2 separate regions of the Gossypium hirsutum genome follow, and region 1 is linked to region 2. Evidence: chromatin contacts called from public Hi-C data. All regions are on one chromosome and are shown on one strand. The core of a region is the stretch at or near the end of the contact, and the rest is flanking DNA. Distances in the headings are between cores, read along the strand shown. Region 1 holds the start of LOC121202954 (protein NRT1/ PTR FAMILY 4.6). Region 2 holds the start of LOC107887240 (mitochondrial outer membrane protein porin of 36 kDa).

Evidence for each region. A called contact is a pair of places that touch in the nucleus more often than the background predicts.
Region 1: a contact with region 2 is called in a Hi-C map of leaf, with 2.1 times the contacts expected there. The contact joins the promoter of LOC121202954 here to the promoter of LOC107887240 in region 2. A contact is called at or near these places in 3 of 34 Hi-C or Micro-C datasets (all in leaf).

Annotation. Positions count from the first base shown.
Region 1 is chrA03:64,559,899-64,565,127 of Gossypium_hirsutum_v2.1, forward strand. It overlaps LOC121202954 (protein NRT1/ PTR FAMILY 4.6), which reads right to left and starts at 1,871. Exons shown (of 5, transcript XM_041098009.1): 1 at 1,723-1,871; 2 at 1,447-1,552; 3 at 1,104-1,321. The coding sequence starts at 1,725.
Region 2 is chrA03:64,266,735-64,272,248 of Gossypium_hirsutum_v2.1, forward strand. It overlaps LOC107887240 (mitochondrial outer membrane protein porin of 36 kDa), which reads left to right and starts at 3,003. Exons shown (of 7, transcript XM_041093681.1): 1 at 3,003-3,212; 2 at 3,292-3,359; 3 at 3,636-3,746; 4 at 3,936-4,022; 5 at 4,196-4,404; 6 at 4,573-4,885; 7 at 5,181-5,514. The coding sequence starts at 3,164. The coding sequence ends at 4,879.

The DNA of each region.
Region 1 (5,229 bases), core at 621-3,120, 290 kb after region 2:
CAAGTCCGAAATCCATACATACACAGCATCCAAGGTTGTATAATAGATAGGGAAGAGGAGATGAGTACGCCTGGATCAAACTGATTCGTCAGTTCCCTATATGATTGATTTCCACATACTAAACCGAAAAGCCGATAGCATTAAGGTCCAACTTCTTGGGCCGTTCAATTTGGTTTTTCCGTTATGTGGCGTTAGCCACACAAGGATTGCACTGCGAAGATTTCAATGATATGTCGCTGTAAAGAAACCGGGTTGTTGACGACATGGCTTTGTTATATTGAATTGTGCAGGGTGAGCATGATTCTCAGTTAAATAGACTTTCAAGTTTCGCTTGGGCTCTATCAATGGCCGCCCACGTGGTTCATGAACCTGCCTAAAATGAAATGAGCAACCTTTGCTTCATTTCCCTTTTTCATTCGAAGAAAGCTACGCACCCATTATTAAATGGATTTGGTTTTCCCAGGATTTTCTTCGGATTCGTCTCTTTCTCCAGCCACATACTGTACAGTGATTGGTGGATGAGAGTTGAAAATTACCGTGTATTAGACGTACGACATAGGGTAGGAGCTCCAGCGACTGTTTGACACTCATGCGGTATGTGTAGAGCTAAAGCTCTCTTATCGTTAAACTAAAATCCCAAGGCGTCGGCTTTGTAAGGATAAGTCCCATGACTAATACCCCAACATTGGCCTACTCCAGGACCCACTCGCCCCACTTCCCAATTTATGGATAAGAAAAAAAGGAATTTCTTTAATGGAATACGAGGCATTTGAAAGCATAGCTAACATAACCGATTGTTGTTGGAAGTTCCAATATGTGATGGAAGGTTGAATTGAAACAGACCCTGTTTTATTATCTCAGAATTAGTTTACTTTTGGGATCCGAAAGAAAGTGGACAAATATACTGACATTTTTTACTAAGGCCACGTTAGTTGTTGTATCTAGGCGGACTGGGTTTTTTTGTTTATACCGAACTCGCAGGGAGGGAACACTATCAGATTTTTGCCCGTGTCTTTTATTTATGACAACCACAATGCGGATGAAGTGCAATAATGAAACAATACATAGAGAGTTCTAAAGATAAGTGTGTGAAAATGGAGTACCAGGAATTGGATGAGTGCGCTTATGAGGTAGATGTGAAAAGTAGTGAAGAAAGTGTCGGATAAGAAGCCCCCAAGCAGAGCCAGAAGGAAGGCTGTCCCCATGAAATTGGTGACATCGTTTGCCGATTTTGATGGAGGTAAGTGCATGTGCTTTGACAGATACAGCACCAGGTTGCTACTATTTGCCAAGTAGGCCAGGTTCTCCAGCACTTCCACAACTACGTACAGCCAAAATTTATCATTAAACTAAGCGATGGAACCAACCTATAAAATAAGCCTACAGCGGAAGCTCACCCTTGATTTGTGTCAAAAGCAACAAAAAGGAATAGATCAGGTAACTAACCCAAGACAAAGGAGGCAGCCACCATGCCACCATGTTGGCCCCTTAAAGCAGGTCTGCCCCTCCAATCCACATACCCTTCCCATCTATTATCCTGGTATCCTCCTTCCTGTACAATAAAAGGCGAGTTAGTAATAGTATCTAGGAAAGCAACATAGGTTTGTTGTCTGTTGTTTGTACTTTGAATGAAGCAACGAGAGGACGAATAATGAGTGAGATGACAACATAAAAAGAGCAGCAAAATAAAAAAATTAAAAGGGCGGGGGGGGGGGAACCCACCATTGTTTTTTCTCTCTCCTATTCTCAACTTGGGTAATTATGTTGGTATTTGATCTCGAGTGTGAGTAGAAAAGCATGGTGAGAGTGGTGGGGGTATTTAAAGAGAGGGGAAGGGAAGAGCATTTGATGGTTTCATTTCAACTTGGAGGAGAGAATGGTCTTCACACTTCACATAAGTTACTTTTTGACTCATCATCCTTGGAACCTTTTGTTTTATACTAAGAATTCTTTCATTTTATTATTTTATTTGAAAATTATCATATTAACGAACAGTTTATTTTTTGTAATAGCAAAGTTTCTTTTTATTAAAGATTGCTAACTTATAGTATTAAAGATTGCTAACTTATAGTAAAAATGCTTCAGAGGAGGAAGATTAGGAGAGAAATATATCAAATTCTCCCCACCCATTATTAAAGGAACCCAAAAAAACAAAAAGTACCTTTCTCTTTCTTTGACCATCGAAAGCCAAAACCTTCGTCGCGGATGCCTAATGATAGTATTTGTTTTTGTCTTTTCTTCCAACAAAATATGAATTCAGTTAGCAAATAGAAACAACAAAGCAGTACACGCCTTGAGGAGTAGAACAAAACCAGCAAGAAGCAACACACAGTGAGCAGCTGATCGATAAAGGCCCCCTTAGGAGGTGTGGCGCCAAACGTTGACAAAAACCACTGTCTTCATGTTCAACCACAAGTGGTTAAGTGGTTTAAGAATCTCCCAGGGGCGCCAAGGTTGATATCGAGTATTGGTGTACCGAGAAGCAGCCACTATAGAATCGGATTCCACCACTACAGAATCAGAACAACAATATAAAACTTATCTTTAATCTTGTTCCATTTTTCACTTGACATTTTGATTATCTTCCATATCTTTCTCCTTCCAGTACTGTTATAATAAAATTTTCTGATTTATATATAATTATAAGAAAGAATATATTCTTTAGTCCGTGTACACTCAGGAATTTAGCAAGTGGATGACGATGACATGGATATATATATATACACATACGGCAGCTTTATGAAAATGTCTTTTGTGGCCGTGTGATTATCATGAATACTGTTTCCCCAAACCCAAAATCCAATGTTTACACAAATGAATGGAATCCCCAGTTAACAAATTGAAAACAGTGGTTAAAAGAAGCAAAGGGTAGTGATAAGATCACTTCGGCTGGACGATTGCTAATTGCTTGACATGATAGAATCTAATAGCCATACAATGGAGGATTATTATATTAATGGCTCCCAATCTCCTACCGACAAGCTTATGTGCAATAATGCTTGAAGATATGAAAAGATGATAGAAATTGGATCTGCGGTCTCATGAGTAAAAAATACTACTACATATCCATTTTCTTGTTAGGCTTATTTCAAATATTACCCTCTAAATTATACCCATTTTTTGGTACTTCAATTTTTTTTAAGTCAGTTTGAGTACCTTACCCATTTAATTCTAGATATTAATGCCATTTGTAAAAAAAATCACCATGCAGCATTTTCTTTTTGAAATTTTACAGGAAAATTAAGACAAACAGGGAGAGAAATAAAAAATGTTTTTATTACAACAATAAAGTTAATTAAAAAGAACTAACTTATCAATTATTATCGAATTTAAAATGTCGACTCTCTCTAAAAACTTGATTTCCACGGCGTGGTTGTTGGTAGACAGCGCGGAGGAGAGTGACGACTACCTGAGGCTGAGGACTGATTGAGGGAAGCAATACAGGAGCTACAGAGGCATCATAGGATGGTAGCGAGTGGCGACGACACCTTGTTGCACGACAAAACTTAGAGTAAAAGAAGATTGAGAGAGAAGAAGAAAAACGAGGAAGAAGAGAGAAATCTAAATGTTCATCTGTATATTGATAACTGCTTGCCCTATACAACTCATGTTTAATAAGAGAAAATAACAAAAGAATAGCGTGGAAAATTCTGTTATAACCAAATGCAACGTTTCACTAATGTTCTGCGCCCTGTTTACTATTTTAACCTTAGAATCAAAACTCTCCGTTTTACTTAAGATCAAAACTCTACTTTTAATTAAATGAGGTTAACTGTTTAAACTAACTTCTTTCCTTTTATCTTCTATTTTCTGCTCCTTGTTTTCTAGCCCGTATCAGTACTTCCTTCCTAGGAAAAATTCTTGTCCTCAAGGATGAAAATGAGGAAATTTGGTTTGAAGCAGGTCGAGAGACTCCCATGACGTATCTTCAGGAAAATAGTTAGCCTATTCCACTAAGACTTCAGTAACAGCTATATTGCCTTTCTTGACTATTCTTCTATCCAAAATCCGAACTGGTTCTTTTGGCAATACTCCATGAATATCCACCAATGACAAATGAGCCTGAGCAGATGATGCACCTACATGTTTCTTCAGCTAAGTGACATGAAAAGTGGGATGAATACGAGACCCCGGTGGTAACTGAAGAGTGTATGCCACCTCTCCCACTTTCTGGATCACAGGAAAAGGTCCATAGAACTTTGGAGATAGTTTCTGATTAAGAATTCTTCTGTCTGTTGCCTATAGGGTTGCAGCCTCAAATAAACTAAATCCCCTGTAACACCCCGTACCAGAGACCGTTTTCGGAGTCGAACACGAGGTATTTACGGACTTATTTCATTTATTCTCACAGTCCAAAAAAAATTTTCCAGACAAGCTGGCTAACTGCATCACTGTTACCTTAAAAATCATATATTGAGTTCCAAAACTCGAAAACCAGTTTCGTAAATTTTACCTGAAACTAGACTCATATATCCATCTACAAATTATTTTCTAGAATTTTTGGTTGAGCCAATTAGTACAGTTTATTAGTTAAAGTCTCCCCTGTTTCAGGGTTCGACTGCTCTGACCTTCATGCATTACGACTTATATATCATCCTGTACAGGGCTTCATTACTTATGCCATTTGTTTCTAACGAAACTAGACTAAAAACGGAATCTATACATATATGGCATGACCTCTAATTATCTCTGGTTAATTTATAGTGAATTTCCAAAGTCAGATCAGGGGATCCAGAAATCGCTCTGGCCCTATTCCACGAAAACTTAAATATCTCCTAAAATACGACTCATATGATCGTTTCGTTTCTTCCATATGAAAGTAGATTCATCAAGGTTCGATTACATAATTTATTCACTATTTAATTCCATTCCTACTATTTTTAGTAATTTTTCAAATCCACACTACTGCTGCTGTCAGCATCTGTTTTTAAGGTGAACTTTACCTATTTCATGGTTTTCCATGAATCAACTAGAATTTGTCATACAAAATACCAAAATGATCATGATTAACCATTCCAATGGCTAATCGTTACCAAACATTTCCATACCTCTCAATGAACAACATACAAAACGATTATAATGCTATGCTCAAAGTATATATAAGCCATTTTCGCATGGCTATCCAAATTTATACAAAACCAAAGGGTACATGACCAACAACAAAAAGGTAGTCCTATACATGCCATTTTCAGAGTTCAACCAAAAATGTACCAAAAGGGCTTTGATAGT
Region 2 (5,514 bases), core at 1,753-4,252:
AAAATACTTGGGGGTTTAAATTTATATTTTTAATTTCTTAATGAGTCTAATTTCAAGAGAAATAAACGGGAACATCATCCGAATCCCGTATTAAGAGATTAGTAATCTTTAGTGAAGAAAGGTCGAAACTGTCAAACAACAAAATAGGGATGAATTTGAAGAATTAATTGTACTTATTGGCTAAACCATAAATTCTGAAAATTTTATGGTAGGCATATATTTGAGCCTAGTTTCGGAAAAATCAAGCGGATTTTAATTTAGAGTTCTATAACTCAAGATATAAATAAATTTGTTACTATGACTCAAGTGGACAGTTTTGTTATGAACAGTAAATAATTGTTTTGATATGTTGAAACCTTGATTATGGTTGTGTTGGTAGCTTAATTGTGTCATGACAAGTTCAATTGAAAGTGTGTATGTGAATGTGCAAAATGAGGGTGGCAAATGGCTTGGTAAATAGTTATTTCCTTGGCCACACGGGCAGAGACACGGCCGTATGTCTTAGCCGTGTGAAGGACATGGCCCTGAGACACGAGCGTGTGACTTGGCCGTGTTACCTCAAATTGTGCATGACGTCATAAATAGAGAGTTACATGGGTTGAGGACACGGGCGTATCCCAAGCGACACGGGCATGTGTATGACCACACAGCCTACTCACACGGGCGTGTGACTCTCCAAAGTACGAAAATTTTCTAAGTGTCGTAAAAGTTTCAAAAGTTTTTGGTTTAGTCCCAAACAACTCCCAACGTATGTTTTAGGCCTCATGGGCCCGTATAAGGGACGATATGCATGTGATTGGATGAATTTGATTTGGTCCAAATTTTATGGCCCAGTTTTGTATGAATGTTTATGGTTAAGTCTGGTAACGCCTCAAACCCTGTCCCGGCTTAGGATATGGGTAAGGCGTGTTACATTATATGCAACTTGCTAGTTAGAGTTTTTGACATACATATTTGTTTCAGCCTTTTCCATAACACAGTGGTGGTTTTCTCTTTCATTACATCTTGCAAAATTTCGTTAGCCAAATGTTGATGTAATTGTGTTAACGCCTTTCGGTGTTAACGTTTTTCAATGATAACGCCTTTCGATCTTTACGCCTCTTCTCTTCCTCAGTCAATGTCGAATGCATCTAATCTGTCCCTAGTAGGGCATCGACTAAGTCCATCTGTGCAAGAACTGTTTGCATCTTTATCTGCCACAACGCGAATCTGGTGTTGCAATCCAACAGCGAAATTTCATACTTCAAATACGCCATTACCATGATTGAGATGAACAACCCAGAAGCTCTGATACTAATTTGTGAAAAAAAATAGAACGTTGATAAAGAAAAGAAAAAAAAAGAACACACAGATTTTTACGTGGAAACCCTTTCAGGAAAAAACTACGGGTAGAGGAGAAGATAATTCACTATGTCGAATTCGAATGATTACAAAAGGAGTAAGCTATGTCTATTTATAGGCTTGTAAAACCATATTCTAATAGAAGGAGTGTAGTAAGATTGAAACACCTTATTCTAATCAATATCAAATAAATGAAGTTTATTAAGGTTTAAAAAACCTTATTTTAAAATAATAATAAAAAGTGTAGTTCTATAAGAATTTTACTTTCATTTTATTTTACCACTGTATTTTATTTAAATAAGGATTCGGATCACTTAATTCTAACATTACTCAACTATGCCCACGTTTCTAGTTTTGTCATCCAACTTTCAAATTTTCAATTTAGGCACTAACATTTGAATTTGTTCCTGTTTTGGTCACCCGCTTGATTCTAAATAATTCAATAAACTTAACTATTCACTTTTACAAATTCTATCAATTTGATCTTTAAACTTTCTAATCAAAGCTTTCAACTTTTAAAATAGAGGCAATCCACATCTATAAATTTGTAAAACCCAAAAAGAAAAAAAGAAAAACTTCTCTCAACTAATGAGCCATTTTCTGAGCCAATTTTAGATACCAATTGGTTTATCTTGAACATTTCTCTCCCTTTCTCTTTATTTTCATTAGTTTTCTTCTAAATATAGTATTGTATAGCGCTTTTATTGATAAAAATTTGACTAAAGAAAATGGAAAAAAAGGTTAAAAAGAACACTTTAGATTTACTCTTATTGTTAACAATATGACATTTTTTTCAAAGTACATAGAAATAGTCCTCGAAGTAGGTTCTGGAAATTGAAAATTAAATTCAGAGCTAAAAAATATGGCTTTGAAAAATCCAATTGTTAAATCAATAATTATATCATAAGAAAAAAATGAAAGAATTAGTTGAATATCCTTTTGTTCATTAATTTTTTAAAATTTTATAAATTGATTAAAAGATTATCATGTAACTATTTATTTTTAATTTTTAAATCCACAATAAGTAGTATATATTAATAATCTAATTTAGTGTTAAATTATTTATCAAATTAATTAAAAACTAAAATTATTCTAGTAGAGTGAAAATTTATTTCTTACAAATATTAAATTATTATATAATTTTATTATATAATATATTTTTAAATTTTTTATTTTCTATTATTTTAATAGTGTTTAGTTCATTTTGAACACTAACTTCTTAAAAATATAAACAAAAAGGGTTATGTACATTAATTGGATAATTTCAACCTAAATAAAACAATTAATAGATGTGGATTGCCTTTGCTTTGAAAGCTAGAAGCTTTGGTTAGAAAGTTTAAGGATCAATTTGATAGAATTTGTAAATATGAAAGGTTAAATTTATTTAATTATTTAAAATTAGGATCAAATTAATAGAATATGTAAGTATTGAGGACTAAATGTGTTATTATAACAGTTAAAAATTAACATGGGAGCAACTAAAAATAATTCAAATGTTAGTGCCTAAATTGAAAATTTTTAAAATTAAGTGACTAAAATAAGAATGTGGGTATAATTAGATGACCATTTGTGTAGTTTATCCTAATAATAATAGACTTCTACTTAAAAACGTGATCAGGCGACGAATTGCCCAATGTGCCCATTCCTGATATCAGCGGCCAAGGCTTTCTCACTTCATGATCAACGGTCCATAAAACTCCTTTTATTTTCAAATTAAACGGTTTTTCAATTATTATTATTATTATTATTCTTTTCCATCCCTGTCTTTCGCAACCAGCCTTCGTTTCTCACTTTCCTCTCCATTTTCTCGGCGAAATCAAGCATGGGGAAAGGACCTGGTCTCTACTCCGATATCGGAAAAAAGCCTAGAGGTGAAGTTTTTTTCTCCTTTTATAGTTTATTTTTCATTTCAGCTTCCTTTGTTCATTTTTGTTTTTGTTTTAATTTCAGATATTCTTTACAAGGATTACCAGGCCGACCACAAGTTCACTGTCACTACTTATACCTCCAATGGAGTCGTGAGTTTTTCTTTTAATTTTATTTTTAAATATTCCAGATGATATGGTGAAACATCTGCTCTCTTCAGTTCCGATTGTTTTAATTTATTTTCTTTGTCATAAACGAATTCGTAATTCATATTTTAGCAAAGCCTATTAATTTGTATATGAATTTTTTTCTCTTATTTGTATATAATTTTTTCCAATACGCTCGCATGAATATCTGATCTTATGAATTTATGATTGATCTAGAGATTTATGATTTTGGCTCATTTTTTCCCTTTTCAATTATGTCAGGCAATCACATCAACTGGGATTAAGAAAGGTGAACTGCTTTTGGCTGATGTAAGTACTGAGCTGAAGAACAATAACATCACAACCAATGTCAAAGTTGACACTAAGTCTAATGTAAGTTGTAGAACAATTAGATAAGTCTTCGAATTTTAAAGGTCGTGTTCATATAATCATTGCATGCTATCTCATTACGATGAATACAAAGGTAAGCAATGTTTTGGTCTTGTACTGTTTTTACTCATTGTCCGGGTGAATTCAGTCTTGGCTTAAGTATTATCTCATTCTGTTTTTTTTTTTCAATAGCTTTTTGCCACTGTTACTGTTGATGAACCTGCACCTGGATTGAAGACAATCTTTAGTTTTATTGTCCCTGATCAAAGGTCTGGCAAGGTAATAGACTTCCTTACTCATGCCATTAACTTCCTTTTTTTTTTTTTAATAATGCCAACATTTTCTACATCCTGGTTTAGGTAGCTAGCTGTAGCTATGTTTGTCATTTACTTCTGTAAACTTATAGGTTTCATCATGTGGTCATGACATGGTCTTTGTCATTATTGTGACAGGTGGAACTGCAATACCAGCATGAATATGCCGGCATAAGCACTAGCATTGGTTTGAATGCTAATCCCCTTGTTAACTTCTCTGGGGTGGTTGGAAACAATTGTGTCTCAGTGGGGACTGATCTCTCATTTGACACCGCCAGTGGAAACTTTACCAAATTGAATGCTGGGCTGAATTTCACCCATTCTGACCTCATTGCTTCCCTAACATTGTATGTAGTTCCTCGGCGGAGTTGGCTTTAACTTTTAGTTTACTTATTCACATATCCATATTTTCATATGGAACTTCCAGTAAACTGGTTTTTTCTTTCTGTAGCTTGTGCATGTATTCTGTTATTGTGCTTGTGGTTTTGATGAGGTTAATTTGTCGATAACCACAGAAATGATAAAGGTGACACTCTTAATGCTTCCTACTACCACATTGTTAGCCCATTGACGAACACAGCGGTTGGTGCGGAGCTGACCCATAGCTTTTCAAGTAATGAGAACACTCTCACAATCGGTACACAGCATGCTCTTGACCCGTTGACCACAGTGAGGACTCGACTGAACAACTACGGCAGAGCAAGTGCTCTTATCCAGCATGAGTGGCGCCCAAAATCCCTCTTCACTATCTCTGGAGAGGTGGACACCAGAGCAATTGAAAAGAGTGCTAAAGTCGGGCTGGCGTTGGCACTCAAGCCGTAGGGAAAGGTAATATCATTGTTTGAATGAAGGGAGGCCTTTACTTTTGATTGTTGAAACCGGAAGTCTGGAAGACTCGGGAGAGTAATAATGTTCTTTGACGGATTTTTCATGATCTTGGATTGAAAAAATAATTGTGATTGGCGAACTGAAATTGGCAATTTGTTATGTTAAATTTGCTAGGGCGTACAGTGTTTTTTTTTTTTTTGGTTTAAAAAAACGAGGCTGTAGCCTATTCATCTGTGAAATGCAAATGTTGCTTACATGCTATTACTTAAGTTGTTTCAGTCATTAAACTTGGCAGGCAGAGGATGAGGAAATTATAATATCTTAAGAAAGAGGATCCAATAGGAAAAGGAAGGGGCCTTTCCAGTCGTGGCTTAATCAAGGAGTAGCAATGCAAGAGCCTGATCACTTTGTTAGTGTAATAGTATAATGTAAATTAGTAGCATACGGAATGGAATTATGTGCTTTTGCTTCAGCCCTCGAGGACCTGGAATTTGGGAGAACTACCTAATATTATTAGTGGAGTCCATTCCTCGTCCCAATTAAACAAAATATAGTGCTGTTGCTAACGGATGCCAATTGATTTAGTTTAAGAATAGTGCAAATGTGGTAAAACCACCATGGAGTTAGAA